Linked DNA regions of Macaca mulatta: region 2 is linked to region 1. The links are chromatin contacts, called in public Hi-C maps. All regions are on one chromosome and are shown on one strand. Each heading gives the region's core, a stretch centred on a gene start, on an enhancer-like site or on the middle of the called end of the contact. The rest is flanking DNA. Distances are from core to core; before and after follow the strand shown.

Region 1 (6,738 bases), core at 3,111-5,610:
GACGGAGTTTCACCACGTTAGCCAGGATGGTCTCAATCCCCTGACCTCGTGATCCACCCGCCTGGGCCTCCCAAAGTGCTGGGATTATAGGCGTGAGCTACCGCGCCCAGTCAGGGTTTTTTTTTTGTTTGTTTAAGAGGAGGGGACAGTTTACTAGCAATTACTAAATCATTAAGTAAATTACAGCAGATAATTTATGAAGCCATTAATTCTAAAAACTACAAAGAATATGTAAAATCCTAGAAAATATTTTGTCAGCTGGGCATGGTGGCTCATGCCTATAATCCTAGCACTTTGGGAGGATGAGGCAGGCAGATCACCTGAGCTCAGCACTTTGAGACCAGCCTGGCCAATATGGCGAAAAAAAATTTTTAATATCTCTACAAAAAAATACAAAAATGAGCTGGGCATGATGGCATGTGCCTGTAGTCCCAGCTACCCAGAAGGCTGAGGCAGGAGAATTGTATGAGCCTGGGAGGAGAAGGTTGCAGTGAACTGAGATCGAGCCACTGCACTCCAGCTTGGGCAACAGAGCAAGACCTTGTCAGAAAAAAAAAAAAAAAGAGAGAGAGAGAAAGAAAAAGAAAAGAAAATATTTTGTCAAATGACAACATTACAACAATTCTAGTTATATATCTAGTGGGCTTGCGCCATTCATGAAGGGAGCCGCCTACCATTCTACGAAATAAGCTGACATCTCACACTGTAACTGCAGAACAGTGAGTTTTGTAAGGAAGGAACAAGGAAACAGAAGAATAGAAAAACAAGCTAATTGGTTAACCTTAGGTTACTTTACATTGCTTTTTTGGAAGGTTAAAGCAGCAGGGACTTCCTTATTATGTTCACTCAAGTCGACTGGAATCCCTTGTCTTCAAGAAAAACTGGTCTGTTTGGGAATCTATCTGCTTCCTCAAACTCTCGGTTTGATGATGTGGCATTTAGCATGAGTGACTCCATTTTGGTTTGGTCTGGTTGGCAGGAGTCTAATGCAGGAGTTCAGTCTACACAATAGCCTCCCATAATTTTGTTTGTTGTTATTATTATTATTATTATTATTACTATTATTATTATTTGAGACAGAGTCTCACTCTGGTGCTCAGGCTGGAGTGCAGTGGTGCGACCTTGACTCACTGTAACCTCTGCCTCCTGGGTTCAAGTGATTCTCCTGTCTCAGCCTCCCAAGTAGCTGGGATTATAGGAGCGTGCCACCACACCCAGCTAATTTTTGTATTTTTAGTAGAGATGAGGTTTTGCCATGTTGGCCAGGGTGGTCTCGAACTCCCGACCTCAGGTGATCTGCCCACCTCGGCCTCCCAAAGTGCTGGAATTACAGGCATGAGCCACAGCCTGTCCTGTTTGTGTTTAGAGATGAGATCTCTCTGTGTTGTTGTGGGATACAGAGGACTACAGAGACCAGTATGGGTGAATACAAGAGGATATTTTTTTTAAAGTGTGCACTGGCTCAGTGGATTCACATCCAAAAAGCTGAGCCTTGAGCAAAGACTGAGCAGGATTATTATAAGCAAACTTGGAGAAGCAAAACAAAGACAGTTAATCATATAATGACAGGTCACATAATCTATAGCATAACTGATGACTTGGCATAACTCGTGGCCTGGCATAGCTGGTGGCCTTATAACTGCATCAAAAGAAAAAACAAGAACTGGCTGAATACAGACATTTGTCCTTTTTTTTTTTTTCTTCACCTTTGCTTTAGAGGGAGGCTGTCTGGAGCCCATTCCTTTGGTTTCAACTTCTCCAACAGTGTTATCTTTTAACTGTCCTGGAAGTGAGCTTGTTAGGCAGAGGAAAATTTGTTCCTCTTTTTAACCCTTACCTTCCCACATTCTGGGCCTTGGCTTTTACTTTTCTTGGAGTGAATGAATGCAGTACTTATTATTACTATTATTTTTAAATTTCTGCCTCAATGTTACCCAGGCTGGTCTTGAACTCTGGGGCTCAAGCAATCCTCCCACCTCAGCCTCCCAAGTAGCTGGAACTACAGGCACATTATTTTTTTTTTTTAATGACTTGTGACACAGCCCTGGGAGATCCTGAGAACATGTACCCTCTTTCTAATTTTTTATTTTTCCAGCAGAGACAGGGGGTCTCAGTACGTCACCCAGGCTGGTCTCCAACTCCTGAACTCAAGCAATCCTCCCACCTTGGCCTCCCAAAGTGCTGGGATTACAAGCATGGGCCACCACACCTGGCCTCATAATTTTGTTTACCGGTTAGTATAGTGCTAAGTTTTATAGACAAAAAGTATATGTACCCTAAAAATATAATTATGTAAAATACGGACAGAGACCAAAGGGCATATACACGGGAAAGAAATAGTTAATTGCATTAAAAGGATGATATGAGTGTTTTAAAGTATCCATATTATAATTTAGGATTAAAAACCTCTGCTGGGGGCCGGGCTTAGTAGCCCATGCCTATAATCCCAGGACTAGCCTAGGCAACATAGAAAGACCCCATCTCTACAAACAAACAAACAAACAAAACACAAACAAACAAATGTCTGTGCTGGCCACCCCCTCCAATACCTATAGGACAAAGTCCAAACTTCCCTACTGGAAGCCTTATAATGGCCTTCCTTGACCATTATATTAAGACCTTACGAGATTCACAACATGGAATTTAATTTTAATTTTAATTTTTAATTTTTTTTTTTTTAGAGATAGTCTTGATCTGTCACCCAGGCTGGAGTGCAGGGGCATGATCATGGTGCATGCAACCTTGAATTCCTGGGCTCAAGTGAACCTCCTGCTTCAGCCTCCTGAATAGCTGGGACTTCAGCTGGGAGCCACCAGGCAGCTAATATATATTTTGAGATAGAGTCTCACTCTGTTGCCCAGGAGTGCAATGGCGCAATCTAGGCTCACTGCAACCTCTGCCTCCCAGGTTTAAGCGGTTCTCCTGCCTCAGCCTCCTAAGTAGCTAAGATTACAGGTGCCTGTCACCATGCCTGGCTAAGTTTGGTTTTTTATTTTTATTTTTTAGTTTTAGTAGAGACAAGGTTTTACCATGTTGACTAGGCTAGTCCCGAGCTCCTGGCCTCAAGTGATCCTCCCAAAGCGCTGGGATTACAGGTGTGAGCCACTGTGCCCCGCCTATTTTTCTGTCCTCACCTTGGTTGCCCGTCTGGTCAGCAGCATTCTAGAAGAACCCCTCGTCCTTCCAGAAGTGCAGCATTTCCCGCTGTGGCCTCTGTGACCCTCTCTCTTTTGGATTTCCACCTACCTCTGTGGCATCTATGTCTCAGCCCCTGGAGACCTTTCACCCAGACCCTGAGGTCAGGCTCCCTTCTGTCCTCTCCACTGCTGCCAGAGTGAGCTCTCACAGGTTCACTTTCCTACCTAAATTCCGCCATGTGGATAAAAAGGAACAAATATACATATGTATGTAATTAATTAACTATGCTAAAATGATAATTGTAGAACAGAAATTGTGGAGATATGGGTGCTCACTGCAATTCTTTCAAGTTCTTCTTTTTTTTTTTTTTGAGAGGGAGTCTGGCTCCGTCGCCCAGGCTGGAGTGCAATGGCGCGATCTCAGCTCACTGCAAGCTCCGCCTCCCGGGTTCACGCCATTCTCCTGCCTCAGACTCCTGAGTAGCTGGGACTACAGGCGCCCGCCACCTCAACCGGCTAGTTTTTTGTATTTTTTAGTAGAGACAGGGTTTCACTGTATTAGCCAGGATGGTCTCGATCTCCTGACCTCGTGATGCGCCCATCTCGGCCTCCCAAAGTGCTGGGATTACAGGCTTGAGCCACTGCGCCTGGCCTGTTTTATTTTTTAGACAGGGTCTTGCTCTGTCCTCCAGGCTGGAGTGCAGTGGCACCATCATGGCTCACTGCAGCCTCGACCTCCTGGGCTCAAGTGATCCTCCTGCTTCAGCCTCCTGAGTATCTGAGACTACAGGTATGTGCTACCATGCACAGCTAGTTTTTTAATTTTTTGTGGAGACTGGGTCTCACCATATTGCCCAGGCTGGTCTTGAACTCCTGGGCTCAAGAGATCCTCCTGCCTTCTTTAAACTCATCTCACTGATGCCTCCTCCAGGAAGCCTGTGCTGTTCCCTCAGCTTGAGGCTTCTTATCCGATCCCCCACAACCTCTCCTACAGCTCAGCAAAGGTTTATGAAATGAGGCTTTGCAGGCACCTGCCTGCCAGGGGTGTTAGCAAAGCTGCAGACCCTGCCTGGGGCCCTGCTGTCTAGTTACCCTGGTCTCTGAATCATGGATGAGCCCTCATTTCTTCCCACAAATAAACCCTGTGACCCTCCACCCTCTGCTCAGAGAACCTGCCCTCAGGTAGTTCCGTTTATGACATACACACACTTAGCCCTGAGGCTGGACTGACAGACAGACCTGGCTGGTGGACTCCAGCCCAATCCTGCCCACTGCTGGGGTGGGGGCCTCCGAGGGAGAGGACAGGGCCGGGTGGGGAGGAAGGCGGGGCCTGAGGCTGTGCGAGGCGAGTCGGTGTGTCCCCGGCTGGGACGGAAGTTGCACCACAAGTACAATTAGTTTCAGTTTTGTTTCTTTTTCAGGCACCCAGCAACAGCGGCCTCCAGGCCCCAGGCCCCCTCGCCATCCTAGAGGCCAAGATCCGCTCTGGCTAGGTAAGGGGTTGGGGGCGGCACAGCTATAGGAAGGACTGAGCGGAGGGAGTAGGGGGAGGGGAGGGGATAGAGAGCACGGGAGGAGGAGGAGGAAGGGAGGGGAGCGCGGAGGGGAAGAGGCACCCGGAAGGCAGGAGGAGAGGGCAGGCGGAAAACTGCACCCGCCTCCCTCCCGCTCCGTGGCCACAGGTCCCCGCAAGAAAGACCCCGTCCCACTCTCTGAGGTCTCCTCCCGGCCCCAGAAAAGGGGACATTCCACCAAGTCTGCCCAACAAGTAGGTCTCAGCCACTGTGCCAGGAGCTCAGGACTCCCTCCCTCCAGAGGTTTCTGGAATGCGTTCAGCAGGAAAAGCTAAAAGAACAGAACTCCAGGAGATAAGCCAAGGCCAAGTCGATCGGAGGGTGAGCCAGCAGCGGGAAGGGGGCCGGCCCTTCCCCTAGGCCTTTTTTCTGCCCGCTCCAGAATCCGCTTTAGAAACTGTTGAATGCAGGAAGTGGGGCCTTCACCACCCATGACACTGCCCCAGGTCTAGCAGAAGACAGGTGTGTGGCCAGGTGGGCACGGTAGTTCATGCCTATAATCCTAATGCTTTAGGGAGGCCTAGACGGGAGGATCACCTGAGGCCAGGAGTTGGAGACCAGCCTGGGCAACATAGCAAGACTCCAGCTCTACAAAAAGTGGTAATTTTAAAAAAATGGCCTGGGTGCCTGGGCATGGTGACTCATGCCTATAATCCCAGCACTTTGGGAGACCGAGGAGGGCGGATCACCTGAGGTCAGGAGTTCAAGACCAGCCTGGCCGATAGAGCAAAACTCTGTTTCTACTAAACATACAAAAATTAGCCAGGCATGATGGTGCGCACCTGTAATCACAGCTACTTGGGAGGCTGAGACAGGAGAATCACTTGAACCTGGCAGGTGGAGGTTGCAGTGAGCCAAGATTGCACAACTGCACTCCAGCCTGGGCAACAGAGTGAGACTCTGTCTCAAAAAAAAAAAAAAGGCTGGGTGTGGTGGCACATGCCTGTACTCCCAACTACTCGAGAGACTTGAGTCTAGGAGTTTGAGGCTGCAGTGAACTATGATCGCACCACTGCACTCCAGCCTGGGTGACAGAGGGTGACCCTATTGCTAAAAAGTAAAATAAAATAAAATAAAAAGAAGGCAGGTGTATGGGGCTTGGAGGACTAAAGCCCCCTAAACTACTGCAAGATCCTATCCTAACTGGCAGGACCTAGGCATCTCTGCCCACTGGGATCCCCATCTGTGTCCTTACTGCCTGCCCCTCGCACCCTGGAACCCCATACAGCAGGACCCCGGTACCTGTGCACACAGGAGGGCTTGCACCACGTTTGCCACAAGGCCTGTGAACTGGGGACGCTGAGGATTCGATCATTAGCTAAGGCCAGGGACTCCTGGTCTTGTCATTTCTCGCAGGTCTGATCCAACAAGTAGCATTGACATTTTTACGTTTGCTGGATGTACACACGGAAGTGGAGGAAGAGGAGAAGAGGGAGGAGGGCAGTTCCTTCGCTCAAGAGCAAGTGGCCCAAGTCCTCAGAAGACTAGAAGGAAGTTCCTGGCCATTCAGGTGAGACCTTAGGTTCCTTCCCGGCCATTGGGTCAGCCCCTAGCCCTGGGGATCCCGTGGGGCTTGAGGACGGTGGGGGGTCGGGGTAGAAGCTAGATGGTGAGCTGGTGAAGGTGCGTTCTCAACTCTGATCCTGATGCCTCTACCTGCAGCATGGTTTCCCACGGGTCCTCGCCCTCCCTCCTAGAGGCCTTGAGCAGCGACTTTCTGGCCTGTAAAATCTGCCTGGAGCAGCTGCAGGCACCCAAGACACTGCCCTGCCTGCATACCTACTGCCAGGACTGCCTGGGCCAGCTGGCCGATGGCAGCCGCATCCGCTGCCCTGAATGTCGCGAAACCGTGCCCGTGCCACCTGAGGGTGTGGCCGCCTTCAAGACCAACTTCTTCGTCAATGGGCTGCTGGACCTGGTGAAGGCTCGAGCCTGTGGAGACCTGCGTGCCGGGAAGCCAGCCTGTGCCCTGTGTCCCCTGGTGGGTGGCACCAGCGCCGGGGGGCCGGCCACGGCCCGGTGCCTGG
Region 2 (6,738 bases), core at 1,270-3,769, 40 kb after region 1:
AAAAGATTCTCCTGCCTCAGCCTCCCAAGCAGCTGGGATTACAGGCATGCACCACCATGCCTAGCTAATTTTTGTACTTTTAGTAGAGATGGGGTGTCACCATATTGGCCAGGTTGGTCTTGAACTCCTGGCCTCAAGTGATCCACCCGCCTTAGCCTCCCAAAGTGCTAGGATTACAGGTGTGAGCCACCATACCCAACCTTGGGGTGCTTTTGAGGACAAGAGATAAGTTTGGGACGACTGAGCATGGTGGCTTATACACTTTGGGAGGCAAAGGTGAGAGGATTGTTCCAGCCCAGGAGTTCAAAACCAGCCTGGTCAACATAGCAAGACTGTCTGTATAAGAAAAAATAATCATTAGCTGGGCGTGGTGGTGCTTGCCTGTAGTCCCTAGTACTTACTTGCTTGAGCCCAGGAGTTCAAGTCTACAGTGAGCTATGATCACACCACAGCACTCCAGCCTTGGTGACAGAGTGAGACCCTGTCTCAAAAAAATAAATAAATAAATAAATAAAAGATGGGTTTGGGGCTGGACTTGTCTTCATCCAAGAGGTCAAGGCAGTTTCTTCTTCCTCACCACTAACCACACTCTCAGGGACTCCAAACCACAACTAAGAAAAGGAAAAAGACATAAACAAGAGGCAGTTTCACAGGAAGAGTTCTCCTAATGAGTCTGTGAGCCTAACTTTCCGACCGACCGAAGTTCTCCTCTCTTTGCCCGCCAGCTGTGAGAAAACAAAGCCTAAGGCAGATTAAAAAGCAGGAGGACTGCTCAGAGTGGTTGCCCTTGGTATCTGTTTACTGAAAAAATCCAAAACAAACATCCGACGCTTCCACCCACTGAAACTTCCTGTGACTCTGCTACCAGCTGTCTCCATGGATTCTCCCAATTAAACCCCACCATCTACACAAAACTCAACTGTGTGTGGACCCCAAGTATGCCATCTCTCCGATACAGGACCCCCTGGGCAGCACCCTGGCCACCCTTACATCCACAACATCTAGGCCACACGGCCAAGGGCGCCTGACCCTGTCAAAACCCCAAATGCGGCCAGGCACAGTGGCTCATGCCTGTAATCCCAGCACTTTGGGAGGCTGAGGCAGCTGGATCACAAGGTCAGGAGTTCGAGACCAGCCTGACCAACATGTTGAAACCCCGTCTCTACTAAAATACAAAAATTAGCCGGGCATGGTAGTGCGCACCTGTAATCCCAGCTACTCGGGAGGCTGAGGCAGGAGAATCGCTTGAACCCAGGAACCCAGGAGGCGGAGATTGCAGTGAGCCAAGATAGTGCTACTGCACTCAGCCTGGGCAACAAAACAAGACTCCATCTCAAAAAAAAAAAAAAAAAAAAAACCGAAAAGCAAAATCCACTAGTCTAGTCCTACATGCTCACCCACGGCTAGCCAGTTTCCACCCTCTACAGCAGAGGTCCCCAACCTCTGGGCCAGGGGCTGGTACTGGTCAATGCCCTGTTAGGAACCAGGCTACATAGCAGGAGGTGAGTGGCAGGTGAATGAAATTTCATCTGTAGTTACAGCCACTCCCCATCGCTTGCATTACCACCTGAGCTCCGCCTCCTGTCAGATCAGCGGCGGCATTAGATTCTCATAGGAGCTTGAACCCTGTTCTAAACTGTTCATGTGAGGGATGTAGGTTGCACGCTCCCTATGAGAATCGAATGCCTGATGATCTGTCATGTCTCCCATCACCCCAGATGGACCGTCTAGTTGCAGGAAAACAAGCTCAGGGGTCCCACTGATTCTACACGATGGTGAATTGTGGAATTATTTCATTATATATGTTACAACGTAATAATAACAGAAATAAAGCACACAATAAATGTAATGCACTTGAATCATCCTGAAAGCATCCCACCCTGGTCTGTGAAAAAATTGTCTTCCATGAAACCGGTCCCTGGTGCCAAAAACGTTGAGGACCACTGCTGCTCAGAATCTATCAGTCACTCTTCTTCCCCTCACCCCCTTGCCCTAGAAGCACACCCTGCAAACCCGCCGTGAATTGACACTCTGCTTCTATCCCTCTTCCCCTCGTGTCTGTTTCTGGAGGAAGAGGATAAAGCACCAGCTGCCCCAAGTCCTAGCGGGCAGCTCGAAGAAGTGAAACTTACACGTTGGTCTCCTGTTTCCTTGCCAAGCCTTTACCATGGTAACAACCCCTGGTCCCGTTCAGCCACCACCGCCCCACCCAGCACACCTCCAACCCCAGTCAGACAAGGTTGTTGACACAAGAGAGCCCTCAGGGGCACGGAGAGAGTCTGGACACGTGGGGGAGTCAGCCATGTATCATCGGAGGCGGCTGGGCACATGGCGGGGATGAGGGAAAGACCAAGAGTCCTCTGTTGGACCAAAGTCCTAGACAGACAAAACCTAGACAATCACGTGGCTGGCTGCATGCCCTGTGGCTGCTGGGCTAGGCCCAGGAGGAGGGAGGGGCGCTGTTTCCTGGAGGTGGCCCGGGGCACCGGGTGGACAGCCCCGGGGGAAAAACATCCACATTTTGATGGAGGTTATCTTTGATAACTCCACAGTGACCTGGTTCTCCAAAGGAAAAGCAGGCAACATGAGCTGGTTTTTTTTCTCCAAGCTGAACACTAGGGGTCCTGGGCTTTTTGGGTCACCCGGTATGGCAGACGGTCAACCTGGCAGGACATCCGGGAGAGACAGACACAGGCAGAGGGCAGAAGGGTCAAGCGAGGTCCTCAGGCCAAGGCTATTGGGGTTTGCTTAATTGTTCCTGAACCCTCTTACACACGTACACACACAGAGCAGCACGCACACACACACACACACACATGCCTCAGCAAGTCCGGGAGAGGGAGGTGTCGAGGGAAGGGGGCCCCGCTGGCTGTTCAGACGGACTCCCAGAGCCAGCGAGTGGGTGGGGCTGGAGTATGAGTTCATCTATTTCCTGCCCACATCTGGTATAAAAGGAGGCAGCGGCCCACGGAGGAGCACAGCTGTGTCTGGCTGCAGGGCCAAGAGCACTGTCAAGAAGAGCCACACGCCCCCCTCCAGCAACTGAATTCCTGCAGCTCAGCAGCCGCCGCCAGGGCAGGTCGAACCGCCAATCGCAAAGCACCTCTGAGAACTTCAGGTAGGAGAAAAGCAAACTCCCTCCAACCTCTTACTTCGGGCTTAGAAGTAAGGCAGAGAACTTGTCTCCCCAGAGTCCCCTCCCTCCATCATCCCCCGCTATTCCTCTATTTTCTTTTTCTCAGACCTGCAGCCTTGAGTCGACCCTATCCTGGGGTGACTGCAGGAGAGCAGGGAGGATGGTCAGGCCCCATCAACAACCCCATCACCCAGAAACAAGAACCTTGACTCTCTCGGTCTCTCTGCATCAAGACACTTACCCATTTCCCACCTCATACCTGCTAACTTGAATGAAACAATCACTGGGAAAGCATTATAAGAGAATTAAGGCCAGGCACTGTGGCTCATGCCTGTAATCCCAGGACTTTGTGAGGCTGAGGCAGGCAGATAACTTGAGCCCAGGAGTTTGAGACCAGCCTGGGCAACATGGCAAAACCCTGTTCTCCCAAAAAAAAAATACAAAAATTAGCTGGGCGTGCTGGTGTGCCTGTATTCCCAGCTAATTGGGAGGCTGAGGTGGGAGGATTGCTTGAGCCAGGGAGGCAGAGGCTGCAGTGAGCCAAGATTGAGCCATTGCACCCAGCCTGGATGACGGAGCAAGACTCTGTCTCAAAAAATGAATGAAAGGAAGGAAGGAAGGAAGAAAGAGAGAAAGAGAGAGAAAGAGAAAGAGGAAGGAAAGAAAGAGAGAGAGAAGGAAGGAAGGAAGGAAGGAAGGAAGGAAGGAAGGAAGGAAGGAAGGAAGGAAGGAAGGAAAAGAAAGCAAATGTAAAGGCTCATGCAAATCAAAGATGTGATAATTGATAATTGAGCCTGGGCTAAATCCCCCCTGTGCTGCAAAGGCAGCGGGACACAGAGGGAAGGCAGATGGACTGGATTCCAAGATTCCCGTAGGGCAAGATGGCCAAAGACTCCCTGCCACTGCCCGGGGATAAGTCAGTCTGAGTGAGATGGAGTGGGACGGGCTAAGAATCTGAATGTGTCATGGTCTGTTCCTGCACCTTGCCCTAGTGTTCACCCACCACCTGCTTGCAGGAAACAAGAAGAGCAGGGCCCACAGCTGGCCAGCTCCCCTCCCCTCCCGCCTGTCTTCCAGAAAGATTCCTTCACCAGCCCTCTTTCCATTGCTCTAGGATGCAGATGTCTCCAGCCCTCGCCTGCCTAGTCCTGGGCCTGGCCTTCGTCTTTGGTGAAGGGTCCACTGTGCACCATCCCCCATCCTACGTGGCCCACCTGGCCTCAGACTTCGGGGTTAGGGTGTTTCAGCAGGTGGCGCAGGCCTCCAAAGACCGCAACGTGGTTTTCTCACCCTATGGGGTGGCCTCGGTGTTGGCCATGCTCCAGCTGACAACGGGAGGAGAAACCCGGCAGCAGATCCAAGCGGCCATGGGATTCAAGATTGATGGTGAGCCACGGGACACTGGGGGAGGTGGGAGGCATGCAAAATAGACCAACCAGAAGCCAAGGAAAGGCTGGCTCTGGCTTAGCCGAGCCAAGCCCCATACAGCTGTGCTGCAGGGGCCACCCCATCTTCTTCCCACTACACCCCAAGTCACTGGACCCTTGAATTGCCAAGGGTGTCTGGCCAGTGGATTTACCGCTTATTCACCACCGCATGATCTTAACCTCATTAAGCCTCAGTTTGCCCATCTATTAAATGAGGATCATAAAAATACCAACCACAGAGGGCTGTCCTAAAGAATTCATGGGCCGGGCACGGTGGCTCACGCCTGTAATCTCAGCATTTTGAGAGGCTGAGGCGGGCAGATCAGGAGGTCAGGAGATTGAGATCATCCTGGCTAACATGGTAAAACCCCGTGTCTACTAAAAATACAAAAAAATTAGCCAGGCATGGTGGCAAGCGCCTGTAGTCCCAGCTACTCAGCAGGCTGAGGCAGGAGAATGGTGTGAACTTGGGAGGTGGAGCTTGCAGTGAGCCGAGACCGTGCCACTGCACTCCAGCCTGGGCAACAGAGCGAGACTCTGTCTTGAAAAAAAAAAAAAAAGAATTCATGGAATTACACTTGTGAAATGCTTAGCACAGTCATCACTATAAGAAAAAAAATCTAAGGCCAGTCATAGTGCCTCGTATCTGTAATCTCAGCACTTTGGGAGATTGAGGTAGGAGGATCACTTGAGGCTAGGAGTTCGAGGCCAGCCTGGGCAATACGGTGAAACCACGTATCTACTAAAAGTATAAAAATTAGTCCGATGTGATGGTGTACACCTGTAATACCAGTTACTCAGGAAGTTGAGGCACAAGAATCGCTTGAACTCGGGAGGTGGAGGTTGCAGTGAGCTGATATCGCACCACTGCACTCCAGCCTGGGCGACAGAGTGAGACTCTGTCTCAAAAAAAAAAAAAAAAAAATTAAGAAAAGAAAAAAACTAAGGTCAGGCAAGGTGGCTTATGACTGTAATCTCAGCATTTTGGAAGGTTGAGGCAGGAGGATCACTTGAGGCCAGAAGTTTGCGACCAGACTGAGCAACAGCGAGACCCCTGCCTCTACAAAAAATTTAAAAATTAGCCAGATGTGGTGGCACATACCTGTAGTCCCAGCTACTTAGGAGGCTGAGGTGGGAGGATGGCTTGAGCCCAGGAACTGGAGGCTGCAGTGAGCTATGATTGCACCACTGCACTTCAGCCTGGACAACAAAGGGAGGCCCTGTCTGGAAAAAAAAAAAAAAAAAGGAAGAAAGAAAATATTTAGGGTTCATCCAGGAGGTGGAGGTTGCAGTGAGCTGAGATCACGTCATTGCACTCCAGCCTGCGAGACAAGAGCAAAACTCTATCTCAAAAAAAAAAACAGGAAGAAAATATTTAGGGTTCATAACTTAAGAACAGAGAAAAATATTCTAGCCCAAAGAGAGGGTTGGGATCTGAGACGTTTGAAGAAAGGAAGAGATACAGAAAAGAGATTTTGTCCTGGAATGAAATCTCCCTCCAGAGAGCCCTGGGAAAGCACGGTAGCCCCCATTCATCAGGGTGGAGCCTCTTGTGGGGGAAGTGGGCTCGGCTGGGAACCCTCGATTCAGCACGAGCCTGACATGTCTTCTCCTCTCTGCCCCTGCACAGACAAGGGCATGGCTCCCGCCCTCCGGCATCTGTACAAGGAGCTCTTGGGGCCGTGGAACAAGGATGAGATCAGCACCACAGACGCGATCTTTGTCCAGCGGGATCTGAAGCTGGTCCAGGGCTTCATGCCCCACTTCTTCAGGCTGTTCCGGAGTACGGTCAAGCAGGTGGACTTTTCAGAGGCAGAGAGAGCCAGATTCATCATCAACGACTGGGTGAAGACACACACAAAAGGTGAGCAGGCAGGGAAAGGAAGCCCGTTCCCCGGGGCCTCAAGAGAAAGGGAATTTGGAAACAAATCCATATATCCCAGTTGGGTGCAGTAGTTCACACCTGTAATCCCAGCCCAACACTTTGGGAGGTCTAGGCGAGAGGATGGCTTGAGGTCTGGAGTTTGAGACTAGCCTGGCCAACATAACAAGACCCCATCTCTACAAAAAATTTAAAAACCAGCCGGGCATGGTGGTGCACACCTGTAGTCCCAGCCACTTGGGAGGCTGAGGTGGGAGGATCACTTGAGTCCAGGAGTTCAAGGCTGCATTGAG

Evidence for each region. Hi-C and Micro-C count contacts between places; a contact is called where the count stands out from the background.
Region 2: a Hi-C map of blood shows a contact between it and region 1, with 3 times the contacts expected there. The contact joins the promoter of SERPINE1 here to the promoter of TRIM56 in region 1. A contact is called at or near these places in 3 of 14 Hi-C or Micro-C datasets (blood, fibroblasts and liver).

Annotation. Positions count from the first base shown.
Region 1 is chr3:48,344,643-48,351,380 of T2T-MMU8v2.0, forward strand. It overlaps TRIM56 (tripartite motif containing 56), which reads left to right and starts at 4,361. Exons shown (of 5, transcript XM_077996501.1): 1 at 4,361-4,630; 2 at 4,820-5,032; 3 at 5,226-5,311; 4 at 6,068-6,221; 5 at 6,374-6,738. The coding sequence starts at 6,375.
Region 2 is chr3:48,386,720-48,393,457 of T2T-MMU8v2.0, forward strand. It overlaps SERPINE1 (serpin family E member 1), which reads left to right and starts at 2,520. Exons shown (of 10, transcript XM_077996533.1): 1 at 2,520-3,118; 2 at 4,251-4,522; 3 at 6,194-6,427. The coding sequence starts at 4,252.